2 separate regions of the Mus musculus genome follow, and region 1 is linked to region 2. A link is a contact called in public Hi-C data. All regions are on one chromosome and are shown on one strand. The core of a region is the stretch at or near the end of the contact, and the rest is flanking DNA. Distances in the headings are between cores, read along the strand shown. Region 1 overlaps Tmem164 (transmembrane protein 164). Region 2 holds the start of Tmem164 (transmembrane protein 164).

Region 1 (2,700 bases), core at 91-2,590, 36 kb before region 2:
TTATTGTTTTCATGCTTCATCCTTTGAATGAACTCTGTGACACAGCCTCCTCCCCATAGCAAGGAGCTCCCTGTAGCAATGGAATTTCCTCTCCAAAGAAGGAGAAAGGATATGTGAATTTGTGAGCTCTGGCTGGAGAGGCAATTTAAAGTTCAGGGTGATGTGATGTTCCAGGCTTCCAGAAGTAAAGCCTACTTCCAAGGTTGTCTTATCTTCTACCATACAATCGAGAAGTGAATGGGAAGATGCGAAGATGACTCTGGGTAAAGTAAGAGAAGAGGCAAAATGGGAGAACAAAAATGAATTTGAAACTACTGTCTCAAGAGCTGTCAAGGAGCTCTAAGATCTACCCACAGGCAGAACCCAGTCTCAGTGGCTCTGAAACCTGTTCTCAGCAAAGGAGTCCAGCCTCATCCGCTTAGTTTCCTTTTTAGGGAATGGCAAAGGCTGGCTGCATGAGACAAAGCCTCCATATTAACAGGCATCCTTCCCCTAGATCCGCCATGCCTACCCCACTTGCCCAGGCCCACTTCCCCTGCTGCATTGCACAAGCATCTGACTCACATCAGTCATGAGCACAATAAAGGGACAGAAATGATCCGAAAAGCAGTTTTTCTTTCAAATAGACACACCACTACACACCAACATACACACACACAGATTAATCATTGGGAAAATGAGAAACACCTTTTTTTTTGTATTTCAACAAAGTAACGCTGCAGATTTCACTTGGGGCATCTTAAAAAGTGAAACAATTTGCATGTAACTCTGCTCACTTTTCTCATTTAATTTTATTTATATTTTATTGAAAGGAGAAAAGATACGGAATACACCAACATGCTCAATTATTTAACAGATCATACTTACCATTTTATATTTTAACACAGACCCGTACCAACAATTGTTCTCATGAGCTTTCTGAACCATTTAGCTGCACGGCTCTCCTTCTAAATCAAATATAAGGAATTTGTTGTCATAGCAATGCTTCTCCCTACTCCAAAATAGTTCAATACAAGCTTTGTTTCAGCAGGCAACTATCTGTCTACCAAAAATTGGTCATTATCTTCTATCTTCTTGACAAATGTCTTATTAAATTTAGCTGCCTGGCTTTTACTCTCATCAGGAGCCAGTATTTCTACGGCACTTCCTGGCACCTGCACAGAAAAGGGGCTTAGCGGACCTCTCAGGAACCGCCCGCAAGCATATCACAGCAAAGTCACTGGGTGACAGCCAATCGTGGAAGGCATGATGACAGCCATCCTTGGCCTTATTACCCAGCTTTTACAGTATCTAGAGCGCTGTTGCTTACTTTACTGTAGTCAAGGCAGGGCAAGGCGCTGTGCACCACAGTAAGTTCCTTATCTGTACACATCACTAGAGGAAGTGACACTCGTTCTGTCCCTTCTTTCCTGAGGCTGAGTTTTGATTTTCTGTCCTTTTCATGTGTTATATAATAAGGTAATGAGGACAATTAAATAAATAAGCTGCTGGAATTACAACGACAGAGTCACAGGCTATTTTGTCAGTGCCTTGTGCAACGGCCCCATGATGCTATCAGACAAATGAGAGATCACATACCAGTCAGTGCCAGTGTGAATGGTAATCATGTATGTGTGGGTCGTGTCATAGCTTAAGGCATGGCCTCACCAAAGTGATCTAACTTGAATTCTACCTCTTGGCCAACCATCCCCCCCCCCCCCCCACAAGCACATCCAAAGACAGCTGGATTGGAGTGTGTGTGTCCCTACAACTTTATTCTCTGCCTTGATCCACTGTTTCAAAAGCTATGCATGATTAGCTGTTGTTTTCAATTGCTGTTCCTTCTAGGCCTGAACTTTATTTCATGTAGCCATGGTAGGTAGTATCCGCAATATCCTCCCCTCTATCAAATTAGATGGTTTTCATCTCACACTACACTTTTATGAGAAATGCAAAGTGACATTTGCCAAGGCAGAGACAATAGGGAAAAAATAGACAGACTTTCCAGGAGCGTCTCCCTTCTTGTATCTTCTACTTTTCCTTATGATCATTTTGTTTCTGTAATCAAAACTAAAGAAATGTTCACTTCACACAAATCAAGAGACCAGAAAGGGGGGATCATTGTGCTGACACGGGAAAAAAAAAGACACGGGCTCACCTGCTCCTGCTTCTCGAAAATTCTCTCTGCATGGAAAGGAAGATGACGAGGAAGAGCTTATTTGGGAAATGTAATCAGAACTAGGAGCTGCCCTAACAGAGCCTGAAAATAAGATTTCACAGCACCATGTAGGTTCAAGTGCTGGAACTGAAAACCTCCATTGCCGCCCGGATGTGCCCAAATGCAATTTGCTTCTCAGTAGGACTTCCCACTTCACATAGTCTGATTCCGTTCAAAACTCTAATGAAAAGAGACAGTGATTTGCGATCATTTCTGTCGCTTGGTCCTTGTGAACACTTGTCTTCTACAGATTGTAGAGAGTTTTTCTTTCTCAGTAGAGTGATCAGAAGAGATAAATTATTTAGAACACCAATGTAAGTCTTGCCTCAATCTTTCCACCCCTCACACCTGTCAAATAATTATATCCCCAAACCTAAAAGGAAGAGAGAGAAGTCACAAGATTTGGGTCAATCATCCCCCCAAACAGACAAGCAACAGGAAGAAGCCTAGAAGCCTGTCTTGCCCTCCAAAAGTCATTAAGGCTCATGGACAACAAAGCTCAG
Region 2 (2,700 bases), core at 150-2,649:
GGGCTGACCTGTTGTGCAATGCTGAAGTTTACTAGCACAAAAGCGGATGCTGGTTGGAAAAGCATTTGTAAGGGTCCCACTTCCCACGGGAACGAAGTGCTCTACACACCAGTGTCCTGAGCACGCTAATGACTCTTATCACTTAGGCTGCCCAGGAAAAAGTCAACAGACTCACATGCATCATGGTGACCAGGTGACAAGGGTTGAGCAGGTAGATGACGGTCTTGGTGGCGAACTTAAAGCCCACCTCCACCCCGAAGATCAGGCACAGGGCTACTAAGAGCAGATTCTTGCTCAGGCTCTCCTTGCCTTCCTCTGGCCGCTGGGTCACCTGCTGTGGCTGGCTGCTACGGCCACCCCTACCGTCCTCCTTCTGCCTCAGGATGTGCCGCAGGGCCACCAGGATCTCCAACAGGGCCAGGGTCAGGACCACCACACTTTCCAGCAGCCGCTGCTGCCAAGACAGGAAGGCAGCACAGTCGGGGCCCCCATTGCCTGCAAAACTGGGGTCGACGCCCCCATAGAGCCAGTCCAGGAGACTTTGGTAGCTATACCGGGACATGATGCAAAGTGGCTCCACTTGACTACGGTACAGGAAGCAAGAGCGAGATGGAACACGAGACCGAAGGGTTGCCCGGGCGGTGGAACATGTAAGGAGGGCACACCCGCACCCCCCTCTGGACACTGGGGCACCTAGAACAGGGGAGGGAAAGCTACACGCGAGGCCCGGGATAAAGTGCTGGCTCTAACTTGTCCCCACGGCTGTCTGGGGAGCCCCCCGCGCTTCTCCAGTGGCCACCAACGAGGCAGGGTTGAAAGGAGCCGTTGGCCAATCTAAAAGGAAGGAGAGGAAAAAAAGGTCTCAAAGAGGCAATTGCACGGGAATTAACGAAGCGGGGAGGGGTAACTAGTGAGGGAAGAAAAGGGGAACGGGAGTGGTGGCCAAGCAAGCACGGGTGAAGGCAAGTTGGAGGCCAAGAGGGTCAGGACTGGGACCTAGGGGGCCCGGCACTAGGCACTGCCGAGGGAGCCAAGCGGGAGGCAGAAGGGGGTGAGAGAGAGAGGGGACACGCGGAGGCTAGGAGAGAAGCTAGCAGGGCTGGGCAGGCGGGGAGGGCGACGGGGAGGGCAGGGACGCCGGACTCCTCGTCTCAGCCACTCCACGAGAGGGGGGGGGGGTCTTACTCCTGCAACCGCGTGGCCGTCTCTGCCCCCAGCTAGCAACTTCGCCGCCGACGGGGCCCCCTCTCCAGCCAATTTAGAGCAGTCCCGGTCCAGCCTCCCGCCCCTGGGTACACCCCCGAACCCCCAGCTCCACCCCCCCTGGCCCCTCACGCCCGCCCTCCGGGCCAGCGCCACCCTCAGCCCTCCGCCTGCTCCGGACCAGCCCCCCAGGCGCAGGCGGGCGGCGGGAGGAAGCCGAGAGGGAGGGCGGGGACGCGGGGCCAGCCAGGGGCCGGGCCATGGGGCCGCCACCCTCCGCCCCGCCGCCACCGCTCCATCTTCCCGCTCCTCCTCGTCCGGCCCCCCGAGGACTGGCCGCCGAGTCCCCCTGGGGCTCCACTCACCCGCTGCTCGGCTCCGCTGCCCGGGCTCCACCGAACTCTCCGTCTCCCCTCACTCCCCGCAGCCCCAGGCGGCACTCGGCTGGGCTCCCCAGGCGGCCGCAGCAGCAGCAGCAGCCGCCACCGCCGCCGCTCCGGCTCCTCCTCCTTGCCTTCCTCCCCCGGCAGCCGCCGCTCGCTTCCTCCGGTTTCCCCTCCCTCTCTCCACCCCCTCGTCGCCAACTCCCTCCACCTTCGGCCCTCCTCCCGTCCACTTCACCCCCTCCCTACACACACACACACACACACACACTCCTCCGATCCACTTCACTCCCTCCCTACACACACACATACACACACACACACACACACATACACACGTCTTCAAGCCACCACTGCCCCGCCTCGCAGCCTTCCCTCCACAGCCTACCCACTTCGTCCTCGCTTCCCACCTCCTGCCCTGCTTCCTCTCTGCTCCCCACCCCACCCCACCCCACCCCCGCCCCCACCCTGCTACCCTCGGAGGCCCCATCCCCGCCTCTTTCCTCCTCCTTCTCCAGCCTGGTCTTCTGCACTCCAAGCGTGCACTCGCGCACAGTTTTGCTCTTTCGCCACTGTGACTGAATTCACCTCCCCACCTAAGCCTGGCGGACTAACTCCTCCGTTGACCTGGTTCTCGGGCCACTACTTTGCATACCTGACCACATACTGGGCACTCAGCCGGTCCTCGCTAACTTCTAGGAGTAAGGCTGTGAAACTGATGGACAGGCTTTAGCTTGGGGAGTGTGCTGAGTATGGACTTCCTGCTTCCTCCCTTCGGCCTTGAAATGGGAGATTCAAAAAAAAAAAAAAAAAAAGACCATAAAAGTATTGCTCACCTTCTTGTCACAGCCTCACTTTCTTCTTGAGTGCCTAAATTTGAGGATTTCTCCTCGGACTCCTTCTAACCCAGCTCTGATGCTTTTCTCTCTCTCCCCCCTCCCCCCACCCTACACAAACCTTGCTGGCTCTCTCCCTCCTTCCCTCCTGCCGTCCTTCTTCCTCTCCGCCCCCTTCCGACCACAGCGAACCTTCAGTGATAGACTTGGTGGAGGAAAAGAAGATTCTCCTGACCTCTTTCCCTCCCCACCCCCGTCCCCCACCCGCAGAGAGAGAC

What was found. A called contact is a pair of places that touch in the nucleus more often than the background predicts.
Region 1: a contact with region 2 is called in a Hi-C map of bone marrow-derived macrophages, with 2.2 times the contacts expected there. The contact joins the enhancer-like site here to the promoter of Tmem164 in region 2. A contact is called at or near these places in 2 of 39 promoter capture datasets (the C10 cell line and the HPC-7 cell line), 10 of 484 Hi-C or Micro-C datasets (the N1E-115 cell line, bone marrow-derived macrophages, cerebellum and 6 more), 6 of 115 datasets of contacts at active chromatin or transcription factors (the HPC-7 cell line, astrocytes, embryonic fibroblasts and 1 more) and 2 of 9 other capture datasets (adipose tissue and liver).

The regions. Positions count from the first base shown.
Region 1 is chrX:142,716,786-142,719,485 of GRCm38.p6, reverse strand. The region is part of intron 2 of Tmem164 (transmembrane protein 164); the gene reads right to left. Among named protein-coding and RNA genes, the nearest start is that of Mir652, 21 kb to the left of the region's middle. Within about 2 kb of position 1,340, at least 10 of the 459 cell types and tissues checked have an H3K27ac peak or open chromatin away from gene starts, as enhancers often do. A contact at or near this core is called in the N1E-115 cell line and bone marrow-derived macrophages, where this site is marked.
Region 2 is chrX:142,680,425-142,683,124 of GRCm38.p6, reverse strand. It overlaps Tmem164 (transmembrane protein 164), which reads right to left and starts at 1,399. Exons shown (of 7, transcript NM_001199360.1): 1 at 1,186-1,399; 2 at 176-834. The coding sequence starts at 562.